Linked DNA regions of Gasterosteus aculeatus: region 2 is linked to region 1. The links are chromatin contacts, called in public Hi-C maps. All regions are on one chromosome and are shown on one strand. Each heading gives the region's core, a stretch centred on a gene start, on an enhancer-like site or on the middle of the called end of the contact. The rest is flanking DNA. Distances are from core to core; before and after follow the strand shown.

What was found. A called contact is a pair of places that touch in the nucleus more often than the background predicts.
Region 2: a contact with region 1 is called in a Hi-C map of skeletal muscle, with 6 times the contacts expected there. The contact joins two enhancer-like sites. A contact is called at or near these places in 3 of 6 Hi-C or Micro-C datasets (skeletal muscle, tail fin and whole body).

Annotation. Positions count from the first base shown.
Region 1 is chr13:16,317,340-16,324,045 of fGasAcu3.hap1.1, forward strand. It overlaps klhl22 (kelch-like family member 22), which reads left to right and starts at 895. Exons shown (of 7, transcript XM_040196100.2): 1 at 895-1,684; 2 at 1,923-2,088; 3 at 2,178-2,501; 4 at 2,608-3,017; 5 at 3,543-3,735; 6 at 3,885-4,118; 7 at 4,283-5,212. The coding sequence starts at 1,464. The coding sequence ends at 4,621. Within about 2 kb of position 3,897, at least 2 of the 9 cell types and tissues checked have open chromatin away from gene starts, as enhancers often do.
Region 2 is chr13:16,351,444-16,359,089 of fGasAcu3.hap1.1, forward strand. It overlaps cabin1 (calcineurin binding protein 1), which reads right to left. Exons shown (of 38, transcript XM_078086976.1): 8 at 7,635-7,646; 9 at 7,163-7,470; 10 at 6,887-7,064; 11 at 6,661-6,794; 12 at 6,020-6,237; 13 at 5,729-5,801; 14 at 5,265-5,467; 15 at 5,015-5,152; 16 at 4,716-4,904; 17 at 4,379-4,621; 18 at 4,108-4,261; 19 at 3,895-4,010; 20 at 3,547-3,708; 21 at 2,209-2,415; 5 more. Among protein-coding and RNA genes, the nearest start is that of cabin1, 6.4 kb to the right of the region's middle. Within about 2 kb of position 3,863, at least 2 of the 9 cell types and tissues checked have open chromatin away from gene starts, as enhancers often do.

The sequences.
Region 1 (6,706 bases), core at 2,647-5,146:
TTATGCAAATTGGAACCTCAGCAGAAGATGAATGAGATTGTAAAACCTCATATGGAAGCCCCAATTTTTATAAAAGAGCATCATGACTGGCTGCTTAACTAAATCTATCTGACAGCTCATGCAGTTATGCGGTGGAAATCAATCTTGAAAGCGGATTGAGACCAAATATTTGAAAAGTGCCAATGATAAAATCAACAAAAAGTTGGCAAGAACAATAAATATCTACTTTAATCTTGGCACAGTTTTAAAGTTTTTCTTGCCATCTCATTTTTTATGTCACGCAAATCTATTTTTTAAAGACAAAGATATATTGCATATTTTTCTTTGAATGAACCTTTGAAAGAATTCACACTGACATGTTATATGGTAAACTGTGCCAACCAATGGAAGTAGTTTCTATTATATAGATATTATTAATACAACACTACCTATGTGTTATGTGACGGGTTCAACTGTTTTGTTGTTGATCAGTCTGTGCAATGACATGTAACTGAAGTCAATACAAATTGCTATGATTAAAATGTATTAAAGAAATTATTTACTCCCTGAAGGTATACGGTGTAAAACCTGTATTTATACATTAAAGAAGACATATAATTGGTATTATTTTAGACGCCTGGTGCTGATGTATTTGTATGACATGCAGTCTGAGTACCAGTTGCATAGGAGCAGGGAACAGCATCCTCTTGTGTTTACACAAAGTGTCACAGTATCAAAGTTTTTCTTTAATTAAACATTTATTCTATTATTACGAGTAATGTAAAACTAAAACAGAGATGTAACAAATATAAAAGCAAACTCCACACACTACGTTTATCGTATCATGTTAAAAGGCTAGTTGAAAATGTCCTTTCATTGCCTTCAGTGTGGCACAAGGTCTGTGATTGGCTCTTTCTTTTAAATGGGCGGGACAAAAACAACGGCAACAACCAATCCTGTGTGAGATCACCGTCAAACAGTAAAGAAGCTGACTTGTTTTGATCTGTCAAAAAAATCAGGCAACGGTGCTCGTTCCTCCGAGCAAATGACAGCGACGTTGTGACCAAGTTGTCGGTGTAAATTGGTTTGTTACCGACGAACACAACGGTTTCATCGTGCACTCGGTTTGTTACGGTGTCTATCTTGTTGTCGGATAGTGCTTTACGTTAGCTAGCAGGCTAACCAGCTGATCGCTAACTAGCCCATTAGTCACCTAGTAAACTAAGTTAACATCAGCTGACAGCGTACTGGCAGCTCACGGTAGGTCGACGGAAGGGCGTGTGTGTGTAACCATGTTACCGTTCGATATTTCCAACTGCCCCACAGTTAAACCCGCGTAATTGGCGTGTATAACTTGTGAGGTTCTCCCCCGACTTTAAGCCGCTGGCCGCGTCTCCGCACGAAGTGACCGTTAGCGGTGCCTTGAATTCACAACAGCTAAACAGTTGCGAGAAGGCGTTTCATGAAGCCCGCACGGCTCCACCATGTCTGAGGAAAGAAAGCCGAGTCCGGCGGGAGGACTCGCTAAACCGTCACAGCGTCCCCGTCGAGAGACCTACACGAGTTCGAGCTACTTCCGCAGCCTGCGGGACGGCCTGCAGGACCTGCGGCACAGCGGCATCCTGTTCGACGTGGTGCTGCTGGTGGAGGGTCGACCCATCCCCGCCCACCGGATACTCCTGGCAGCCTCTTGCGATTACTTTAGGTACCCGCTTTCCCCTTCACATGAGTGTGTGTGTGTGTGGGGGGGGATTGTCTTTGGTTTGACGTGCACCTTTTTCCTCAGTGTGTCTTTTGGGAAGAGCAGAGGAAAGATCTGTGGTTGTCAAAAAGCAAAAGTACCCGTCGGAGCTGAAACCTGATTCCTTGAGGCCATGTGATCTGCGTTCCACCAGGTCACCCAACCATAAGCCATTTAACAACGTGTCCCTTCCCTCCACCAGGGGCATGTTTGCTGGAGGCCTTCGCGAAACACAGCAAAAAGAGATCCAGATTCACGGAGTGTCTTACATGGCCATGACAAAAATAATTGACTACATCTACACTTCAGAGATTGAGTTGGACTTGGAGTGTGTGCAGGACGTCCTAAACGCCGCCACGCTAGTACAGGTACACCCTTCGAATCATTTGGGAGATGGCGGTATTAATTTCGGGGGGGGGGTTTCCTCAGCTAATCTGTGCCCTTTTGTGTTATAAAGCTTGAGATTGTTATCAGCTTTTGCTGTGATTTCCTGTCCGACTGGCTGGACGAGAGCAACATTCTAGAGGTCCATAACCTAGCTGATCTCTACGGACTGCAAAACCTCAATGCCATGGTCCACTCCTACATCCTCGACAAAATACAGACTTTGTCTTGCACCGATGTGTACCGACAACTCCCCCCGGACATCGTGTTCAGCGCGCTGAGCAGCGAGCGGCTTCAGGTGGAGAGCGAGAATGAGGTGTACGAGGCGGCTCTGCACTACCACTACACTCCTGAGCAGGTGGAAACTGACCAGGTGTACTTGCAGGTCAGTGCCAAGGTTTGTCAGCATTTTGTACTTCATATCTTCATCAGATACACACTACATAGCTGGGTTTGTTTTTAGCGATATCAACTAAAGTTTTCAAATCTTGTTGCCTCAAAAGGACAATCTCAAGATGCTCAATGCGGTGCGATTCTGCCTGATGGACAAACAAGTGTTGCAGAGGCTGAATGGCAGACTGAGCCAGTGTCCACTCAAGGACTCTGTCTCAGCCGCCCTGCGGTACCATGAGCAGGAGATCTGGCAGCCCGTCCTGCAAAGTCCTCTCACCCAGCCAAGGTCCAACCTCCGATACGTTTTGGGCTTCGGGGGAATGTTCACCTCCCGTTCCCTCACAGACACCAAGCATTTGCTCCAGGTGTTCCACCCGAGCTGGGGGCAGTGGAGGACGCTCGCCGCAGCAAACACCCCCCGGATGTCCAACCAGGGTATAGCTGTGCTCAACAATTTTGTTTATCTAATTGGAGGAGACAAGAACAACAGTGGGTTTCGTGCAGAGTCGTGCTGCTGGAGGTGAGATCCCACCCTATTCATCCAGTTTGCAAGAGACCTGAACTGATGATGGGTTTTATTATTATTTTATTATTATTTAATCTGTTTGTTTTGTTTTTACTGTAAATGTAAGTCAAATTAGTTACAAGTTGATTAAATATTACACAACTATTTCCATAACAAGATAGTCTGGCAAATATGCCTTTTTTTACATTTTACATTGTGTTTCTTGACCAAATGTGGGACCAAAATAAAAACTGAGCAGGAAGTTAGACAGTAAGCGAGTGGTTTCTTGTGGACGACCTATAATGGCGTCAGTGTGTCTAAGTACAGCAAATACATCTTTGGCCTTTCTGAACTGCTGCCACGTGTTCCATATGGTCTGACATATTTGCAGGTTCGCCTGGTTCGTTGATTGGACTCTAGTCTGAGGAATGCCACACAACAGTTTAAAATGTCAGATTGTTTACATCAAACAGCTTTTCAGAATCCAAAGTCAGAGCTTCTTCGCCTCCCTGTTTTGATGCTTTCTTTTTCATTTTCCAGATACGACCCTCGTCACAACAGCTGGTGCTCCATCCAGCCCCTCCAGCAGCAGCATGCGGACCACTGTGTTTGTGTCATGGGCGGACACATTTATGCCATTGGAGGACGGGACTACAGCAATGAACTGGAGTCAGTGGAGCGCTACGACCCACACACCAACATGTGGGAGTTTGTATCCCCTCTGAAGAGAGAGGTACGAGAATAGTTAGTGTAGTACCGCTACCATCCACACGGTGGTGCTGCATACTTCCCTGAGTATTGTTACTGATGCTTTTCTGTTATATACCAGCTATTCATCTTTACTTAGATTAGTCTTAAAGAAAGTTGTAACTTTCCTTCCAGGTTTTCGCCCACGCTGGAGCAGTGTTGGATGGGAAGATGTACATAACATGCGGCCGCAGAGGAATGGCGTACCTCAAGGAGACCTACTGTTTCGACCCTGTGGACAATCACTGGACCGCTTGTTCCGAGGGACCGGTGGAGCGAGCGTGGCACGGCATGGCCGCTGTTAATGGATGCCTCTACGTTATTGGTGGAAGCAATGATGAGCGTGGATATCGCCGTGACGTCCTCAAGGTACAATCCAAAAAGTTATGAGTGTCAACTCTTCCACTATCAAGCTATTTTCACTATATTTTTTCTATTTTTATATGCAAAAGGGTTTTGGTCTCTAAGCGCCCCAACTCCGCTCACTGAAAATGACAGAATAATCTATTCCAACCTGCTGTTCTTTCTCTCAGGTGGCATGCTTTAGCCCTGAAGCCGACTCTTGGTCTTTACTGACCCCACTTCCTGCTGGACACGGCGAGCCTGGCATGGCCGTGCTGGACGGCAGCATCTACGTCCTGGGAGGACGCTCTCACGACAGAGGCAACAGGATGAAATACGTCCACGTGTACAACACCGACGCAGACGAGTGGGAGACGGAGGCAGAGTTCAAGGAGCGCGTCTCCGGCCTGGCGGCCTGCGTGGTGCTCATGCCCCATGCTGTGATCGCCCAGGCCAGCTGCGAGGAGCCCACCAAGGCCTCATGTGGAGAAGTGGACATGGACAACTCGGAAGACTCGAGTGAGGATTGAAGCGGCCGTGTTGAAGTTGAGATCGGAGCTGTCGTGCACTTTTTCCACGGGGCCTGTCGGAGCAGCTGGAGGGTATTATTTGGGAAGCACCGTGTCCTCTTTGCACGTTGATCACTTTGAGTGCCTCCAAAAACCAAAGCGTCATCTTCCAACGTTGCACACTTTTTTTGTTGTTGTTACTGATTAAATATCTTCCTAGATAATCTTAACACTGCACAGGAAACCTTGCTGAAATGCTTCAGTTTGTTACGGATCCCTCTTTACTAAATGTCAGTGTGGCATTGCCTATCATAGAGAGAACCTCTATGTCTTTAAGTGGCATAAAGCAGTGAAGACTGCTGGCTAGGAAATAGCACTCTGTGACCTACGGTTGACAGGATCTTATTAAAATTTCCATTAATGTTTTACCATTGTGCCTTGTTTTTGTGATTACATCATAAACCTGTCCTGATAAGTATATTTAATGTTATGTTTTTGTGTATTCTGCAGAGGGAAATTAGATTTTACCTGAATGAAGAAGTGTGTTGCTGCCCTCACCAGCTCAAAATAAGTTGCCATGTCTGTATTTGACTTATAAATTTCAAGTCTGGATTTTCTTTGGGAAGGAACCCAAATCATTGTCAAATTTGTTGTGTCCTTTCATTGAGTTTTCCATCCTGCATTTATAGTTTAATTAGGGAATTCAAAAATGGCAACGAGAAGTGGTTTTAAATATTTCTATCCATCAAGCAGAAGTTTGCTCCATGCTGGATGCCTCAGTTCACGTGTTTTGTGTGTGACTGTCTTTAAAAAAAGAGTTTTTCATTTCCCTTAATGAGAAGTATGTCTTAAGAAAATGAATGCAATGTATTAGAATACTTTGTTACATAAGTAACACGGTTATGTCCTCCAGGAAATCAATTGAGCGTCTTTCTGGTTTGAACTGGTAGTGGTGGTTGCTGCCTCATGCACTTCATTCCTCCCAGTCTCTACTAGTTCCTCTCCATTTGGCCCTCCATCAGCTTTATGAAGGCGGACTTTCCTCTCCAAGGTTGTTTCCTCTACATCTGTTACCCCGCCCCCCCCCCCCCCCCCCCCCCTACCCGCCAGCCCTAAGTGAGTGCCCCCCTCCACTTCACACTGTTGTGCCATGTGCTGACACCAGCACTGGACATCCAGGATCAACAATCTGCTGCGTTTATGCGTCTTTTCATTCTGAAGCGGCAGTACCACCTGGGGGCTACTTAAGACATATGTCTCATGCACTTAGCCCTACAGCGGGCTTTACGGGCGACCGAGTGCGGGTCGATCCGGTGCTCTTTGCAGGACCATTATCAGAGCAATTAAAAAGGTCCAAATTACCCAGCAATGCAGAGCTATGCGGATTAAACCCAGTGGGGTTGTTGGTGTGTGTGTCGAGGGAATGGTACGATGTGCTCGCTTTGATTCTTGATTCTCATGCTGTGTCTGGAAGGAGGTCCTCAGCCAGACAAACAACTCAATTGGGAACAAAGAACGTCACTTGCAGGCAGAAATCTGGACCAAAAAAAGGCCACTTTTGTCAAACTTTGTCTTTGTCTTTATTTACTACACGCTTTAGGCGTTTACCAAAGGCCTTGTCCAACATCACATGTGCATGCAACAAGTTTGGCATCAATAGAACACCTTATATACAGAATACAACAGTTTATGTGAATGATCAAATAGCATCAGCATAAGATCATCTGAAGAAGGTTTTTCATTCTAACTTGCTGACCTCCAGAAAGGGTTCCTCTCTCAAAACCCTGCTATGCAACATTTATGGCTATTTAAAATATACTAATAATTTTCGTCTTTCAGCTGCTGACTGTTCGCTGGCCTAATAATCAAACATACATTTGCAGTTTGTTTCTTGTTTCTAGTTTCATTCACTTTTATTCAAATATAAATACATCAAGTCAGAGGTCTTGAGCCTGCTAGTGACAAATACACTGAAAAAGAACAAGATCAGAGCTCAGATCAAGCTCAGATTACATTGACACACGACACATTACAATTGTAATATATTTCAAACACATGCAGATTATTACGAAGGTTGTGGATAAAAGCACAGTCTAGATTGTGTTA
Region 2 (7,646 bases), core at 2,613-5,112, 34 kb after region 1:
TGCTCTTCTCTTCCCCCCTGGCAAAGGGGCCGGTAGCGGCTTCGACCAGCAAACTGAACAAGAGCTCGTGTTCCAGCGCAGACACGCCCCCCTCTAATAGTTTTAGAGTGGTGGCGCTGAGACGGAAATGCAACTAGATGAAAGAAGTGGGAGAAAAAACGTCTAGTGCACAATGTCTTTAAATGTGAATGTGTTCAAACAGCTCCGTTACGCAACTGGATCAATAAGACAGAGCTACGGAAAAAGTTTGATTTACAGGGAACTTGTAGTTTACCTCGAGGGCCTCCATGGCCAGGTCGGGAGGATTATGGTAATGGATTTTTCGGGGGTATCTAGCAGCTTCTTCATACAGATAGTGGGCTGCCTATAAATATAAAAGAATCACCAACCCCCCAAAAAGTCAACTGGGAGTCCAAATTAACAGGTCAAATGCATGCGGTCATCAGGGTTATCTGCTTCTAATGATCTAATCCAAACAGCAGAGCGATGACTAACTCAATACATTGTTCTCTGCAGGAAAAAAAAAACCATCATGCGAGGGCGGAAGGGCAGCAATCTCCGTTTCTGTAGGCGGGTTATGAAACGACTCTTGGGAGAGAGCAAGACAAATGCCTGTAATCAACCGAAGGATTATTCCAGCTTTTTTATACTACGGTTATTATTTCCCTGGTTTTTACAATTCAATAAAACAAATAGATGACTTACCTCACTGACCTCTATAAACGATTGTCCATTAAACTGCAGTACTTAGAAATACGTTTCTCCTTAGGGACGGAAAGTCATGGGTTGTTAAACCACAACTCTCACCACTATTGTAGACCATCTCTATCAGATGTCTACCTGAGCATAGAAAGTCCCTTTCCCTACGAGTGTGTCGTTATCGGAGCGTCGCTGTATCTGACAAACATTAAACCGTTAAAATTCAAAGAGCCTTTCAGTGCACGTCTCGATACTGCGCTCACATTGCTGTTACAGCTGAGGGGTTGTTGTAGAAGTGCAACACCCTCTGGTTCCCCTCAGCTGAGCACTGCTGCAGTTGTTTGCAGTGGTAGCGTTGTTGGCAACACTAGTTGCGAGCTGACGGCTCGGCGTTTTCTATGGGAGAGCGGCGGGGTATTGAAACACTTTCATTTGTATGACACATTTGATCTAATGAATTACCAATTAAACCTAAATTACAGGAAATAAAAAAAATAGAAAGTAACCTGAAAATTGTTTACCTTTTTGTAGAGTTCCAGATATTCTGCCGGAGGTTGTTTACGTTTCTCTGCTATCTTGCCAAGCATGTAGTGAATGAGCCACTCCTCTTCATCACTGTCACCCTCACAACGGGAAGCTCCCTGGAAACACTGGAACGCGGTCTCCAACATGGAGTCTCTCCTTTCCTCCATCTGAAACAACACACACGACCGTCATAGCTCAAGGTGATGGATCAATCTACTCCACAACAAAATGAACGTGTGGAACAAACTAAAGATATCTTTGTTAACGTGAATCATACCTGTTTAACCACCTCTGGGGGGAGCTCGTTGCGCCACTGCTTGAGCTGCCTTGACGCAAATGTGTGCAGCGAATAGGAAACGGTACCATACTCGATCCACAGAGACAGATTGGAGCCGTCGATAACCAGGGCCCTCTTAAAGCAGTTTAGCACTGCCTGGGAGTGCTTCCATATAGGAACGTCACTTTTCAGCTCATTGGAGTTGAGCTTTTCCTGAATACGACTGGCCCTAGCTAGAGCCATCCCGGCCCACGAGTCGAACCTGAGGAAAAATACATGTTTCCAGTAAAATCATTGCACTTGATGTATTGTGTAAATCGTTGTATTATGATAAAACCTACACAATCTCATTTATTTGCTTATATTCATGACGCTAGTGTAGAGAAATGAGCTACCTGTTGGGACACACGCATATGTCATGCATATAGAACTTGATGGCTTTGGACTGCTCCTTGTTCTTGAAATGGTAATCAGCCAGCAGGTAGAAGATCTCATTAATGATTGGAGGCGCAGGAGCACTTCCTTCAGGAAGGCACGGGGCCTTAAAGAGATCAAAATGAAATACTTCTTTAATAAATCATGATTCTCTGTGACAAACCTGCAATATAGGTTAGAAGACTGACGAATAGAGAGAGCAGGTCTTGAATCTATTTAGGATGTCTGAGTCACTCGTCTTCCTCAAATTCAGTGTGGGCCCACCAACTGACCTTCTCTGTCATGCCCTCAATGTAGGCTGCCAATTCATCCATGGTGAGAGTGGGGGTTTCACTTGTGGGGGCGATGCCAGCAAACCTCCTCAGCAAATTGGCTAATTCTGCAGACACCGTGCTCGTCTTATAGCTGTCAAACTCAGGCAGTGACTTTGGCTTGAAATACTCAAACATGAAGAGGGCCTCGGACCACAGTAGCTCAACCTGCAAAACACAGAAGGGTTACACAGGAAACCTTGGTGTCCTATTCCACCGTAGTACACATGTCGCAAGAGCAAATTAGTGGTATTAACATCTCCTGGGAACTGTCTTCTGGCACTGCGTTGGCATACTTAATCAGAATGCACTGGTACACAATAATGGAAATGACCTCCACCTGGTGGCTGGTCACATGCACTACAAAAATAAAAGCTTTACCGTCTCTTAAGTCACTCTAGCGGTTACAATCTCCCTGAGGATATTGACTCTGAATTACATACCTCCGGATTAGCTAACGATTTTGTATCTTAAGTGGTGCTGATCCAATTAGGCTTTTATTTTGAAGATGGATGATTTAATGTGTTTAAATTTTGCACTGCAACAATTTCATGCTTTTACGCAGTTATTCCATCTCAACCCCTCAATTTGAATTCAGGGATATGAGATATGCACACCTCACCAGCGGACACAACAGCATTAATGGATGAAGCGGACCTCTGAGTTGTGTACGGGTCAATGAGGACACATGTCTGCGCTAATGAGGACATGTGTCTGCGTCACTGGCAGCCAAACTCCATGTATGTTGGTTTGCCAGCACACGAGAAAGATGGCAGGTGATGAAAACTTTCCACACCTCTTTCCCATATGACATTTTTTTGTATGCAACGTAAATGGATTCAACGTCCGAGCATTAGTCATTTTACATTTATGGAACTAACTACTAGGGCTGCACAATCATGGCCAAAATGATAATCAGGATTACTTTTGATATTTTATACAAATATTATTATGGCACAGTCAGTTAAATCAAGACCGGACTGCTTTCACTTACATGTTGTGCTACACTCTTTCCAGTAAGAAATACTTGACTCTTGACTACAGGCTCACATTCACATTAGGTTTTAAGGTACACGGTACCTTCTCAGTGGGCTATTAGTTAAGGAAGCGCTTCACATGATATATCAAAGAGCTTTCCACGCGTTTTTGATCTCAAATTTCCAGTTGCTCGTGTTCATTTAACTGTACAAAGCCCAAATCCTACTAGAAATTAATATTTGATTAAATGTGCAGCCATCCTAATTACAATGTTAATTTGAAAGACAGGAACCGAGACTTGGAAGCATCTGAATGAGTAACCTGTGGAGATGAGTGGTCCTCGAGGTAGCGGGCCTTGCTCTTCTTACTGGGGTAGGCATAGAGGCAGAAAAAGCACTGTTCCAAGGCCATCTCCAACTCCTCTTTGTAGGGATGAGAGTCATTGTTGGATGAGGCTGCAACCTCCTTTTTCAAAACCTGAACCTGTACCAAGCGAAAGAATGCAGCGCTGTCAAGTTGTTGACTTTAGAGAAACAAACACAAATAAATACATATCAGGTCTACACCTGCAACTAGGAAGGATTAAAAGCAGGTATGAGAGCAGTGCATTCACTCGTCACCTTGGCCAGAGTACAGTACAGGCAGAGACGAGTCTACAAACAGACTTACGTAGAACTTGAGGAGTGCGCCCTCCGAGTAGCAGCACAGGGAGCGACGGCCGAGATACTCGTGGGCTGTGTTCAGAAGCATCAGTGAGGAGGGCAGCATGGGAGCGTCAGAGTCATCTGGAAAAAAAACTTGCAAGGGTCATTTTGTGCGAAAGCTACCACAGCATAAACACAGAGGAAAACCCAGAGGCATGAAAACAAGAGGTCAACAAACCTTCATCATCCCCTGCGGACATATGCTGTCGAAGCATACAGTTAAACGCAGCCTCCTCTTGTTTGATAATGCGATACAGGATGATCCAAGGCAAAACCGAGAAGAAGTAAGGCTCCTTGGGATCGTCCGAGATGTTCATGCTCAGATCAATCAGCTGAAAATACAAAAACATGCAACACAATAAATAAAAATTCCACAGAGGCAGATTTTTTACAATGTAATTTCACGGACGTTCTAGTAAACTAAATGTTTTCTTCGGCTCCCTTCTTACCTGGATAAGATTGTTTGCCAGTCGAGCCATACTAGGGAAGTGGGGGACACTGCTCAGGAGCCCGGAGTCTTTGATGAAGCAGATCTCGGTGCCATCCAGTAACTTTCCAATGGTACTGACCCACTCCTCCTTGCTAGGCGGAGAGTTGTTTGATGCAGAGTTGAGCTGCTGCAGGGCTTCATTCAGAGCCAACTCGCTGCATTCAAAACATTGCCGGTAGTCCTGTAGCTTCAGAAGCGCGTTCTAGGCCAGGGAGAGGGACCAATATCAAATGTCAACATGCACACATTTCAAAAGGATATACAGGTTCAGTCAGTATTGTCGGAGCACATCAAACCTGCAGTAGCATCAGCTGAGCAGGCCGCTCTGGTGCGGAGCTCACAAACTCCAGAGTTTTAGTCCGGTTGCCATAATTAAGAGTGGGCTGCAGCAGACGCACAACGGAATCAAAGTCTGCAGCCTCAAAGAGACGCTGGATCTCCTCCAACGACTGACAGCGCTCCAGAGACTTTAGCCTTTTGTCAATCTGTCCATGGGGACAGTAAAATAAAGTGTAAAAAAACATTTAAGACATTTTGTATAAAACTGTAATATGTTGGAAATGGGGGAAGACTTTTTATGAGCTAGCAAACTGACCTCCTCTACAGAGATCGCTGCATCCACACAAAGGTTAGGCAGGCTGATTGTGTAATGTTTGCCTTCGGGGGTCTTTGGTTTGCTCTGCAACAGGCCAACACAGACATCATAGCTCTCCAGGGCCAACTCCATGTCTCCCTAACAAAACACAAGAAAAAAACATTTAACAAGTCACATCTGGCTGAGCTGAGGGGGGAAAGGAATCACACAATCAAAGGTTAAGCAAAACAACCAACCATATAAACTTTACCTGCAGCGCCAAGAATCGGGCCTTGAGCCAGTAGACCCGCACCATAACATCCAGCCAGTCATCATCAAACAGGTCTCTTTGGGACGAACCCATGGCCAGAAGTAACAAATCACTCTGGAAGTGCTGCCCTGGGAATTCAGAGTCTGCTGCATCACTGCTGGGACAAATACTGCTGCTGCTGCTGCTGCTTCTTCTTGGAGAAACTAGACCAGTGAAAAGATACATGGCAAGCAAAGTGTAAACAGGTTGTTCCTTTATATCTATTTCCAATACTTTGCTAATCCCCCATAACTTCATGTTTAAAATCTACATTGTAGTGCCACCTTCAGGCCTCAGTCAACATTCAGCCAACGTTTTTGAAGGGAAAAAGTAATTCAGAAAATTTAATTTTGTTAAAATCCACTGTACCGAAATTCATCACACCATGTTTGCAAAATAATGAGGGTTGGCTAACTGGTACTTACCGGTCTTCCCTTTGTTGTGTATCCATTGCTCCAACTGCAACTCCATACACGCTAAGCTCATTGTCAACATTTGCTGTAAAAGTAGCAGATTTAAATATGAAGCCAATTTACATACAACATAAAATATTAAGTCCCTTGTTCCAATTCAAAAATATTTTCCACCTCTATAGACACTGGAATAAGCGGACATTCCAAATTGTACCCAAAGTGAATCTCCCACATTTAAAACAGTCTTCATTTAAAATGATACAACTCGAGTTTAAATATTTAACCTGTTTTCTTGTCATTTACCTGGATGTGCTGGTTGCTGCAGTCCCGAAGCAGAGGGTTAGGCAGACCACCGCTGTGCTTCCTCCAGGTCTGATGGACCTCCAGTACCACAGCAGCGAGCCCCCGAGGCCACTCCACTGTGAACTTCTGGCCCACTGCTTTCAGATAGCGCATCATCACGTCCAGTAAACCCCCATTGGTCATATTATTGAGCAGGAAGTTGTGGACATCCTCTTGTTCTATGGGAGGGAAAACAAACTTTGTCAATAAGGCACAGTAATAATTCAATGATGATTTATCTGATGTTTTTTGTCTATACAAACACAGCAATGAGATCCTACATCCAGATGTCATAAAACACAATTATTGTCTTAATTGAGTGTAAAATGCACATGCCAACCTAAATTCCTCAGAAAATCTGCTGGGCTTTTTAGTTGTTGGATATAACACTTTAAAATCCCAATTAGTTAAATGCTATTAAAGTGTAAATATGTAAATATTTATTTTTTCACTTACATTGAATTATTGAAAAAAGAAAAATCGATATTGTCATTTAGACATGAAGTTACCTATAGCACGACAGAATATTTAGGCCATGTCACCGAGCGAGAGTTAAATAGCTCATCAGTGTATTTTAAATGCATAGCCCATGCAACACATACCAGATTCCATGTATTCAACAGAGTCAGCAGGCAGGCAACCCCCAAGCAGAGGCTGCATGTCCACCTTCCTGTCGCACTGAGTGTCAAGATTACTCAGACTCTCGTCATCATTATCAGGATCAAACTTCTTTAGCCTAAAGAAAAATAAGCAGAACCGTTTGTAACCACCACAATTCTAATAAGTAATATATTTATACATTATACACGTGGTTGTGTGTTAAAATACCTGGAAGGTAGGTATTTAAATAGCAGCTCCTGAAAATCTATCTTCTCTTCCTTCTTGCACTTTGTGTTGCGAACACGTGCCGAGCGCCGCTTGGCCGTCTCCCCGCTATCTTCTACCACTCGCTTCCTCTTCGGGGGTTTCTTCGCTTTATCTGCCAGGGAAGCTTCTTCTGCGGTCACTGTGAGCATGCAGTGGGATGAAACAACAGATTAGCACCAATACAGCGGCTTGATGAGCATTTAACGAAAGAGAAATTCCTCTTCATAGAGAACGTACCGACTGGGGGAGCAGAAGTGGTGACCTCCACGGTGTTCTGAGCTGGGGTAAGCTGAGGTTGCGTGCTGGGTTGGGGCAGCACTGCGGGCTCAGGCAGGGCCATTGGCGGCAGGGACGAGCTGGGGCTGCTGCTTAGCACGTTGGTTTGGCCCATACTGACAGGGCTGCTGGGTTGGGGGAGGTTCTGGAGAAAGTTGCGGTCACGGTACTCGGACAAATCAATTCTGCGGCCGAGACTTGGGCGCGGCGGCTCACACGTGGTCTGGTGTCTGTACATCGCAAGAAGTTTCTCCCCCAAGTGCTTCCATCTGGGATACAACAACAGTGGATTAATGTTAGGTCATCATCTTGTCTTCATAGGAAAATACTATGAGGACCTTCAGGTGAAAAGGTTTACAAAAAGCTTCACAAACTGGAGTCCAGAAAACGATTACTTCGATGTCGGTGGAGCTCAAACAAGAATTTAACTCACGAGAGGCAGCGG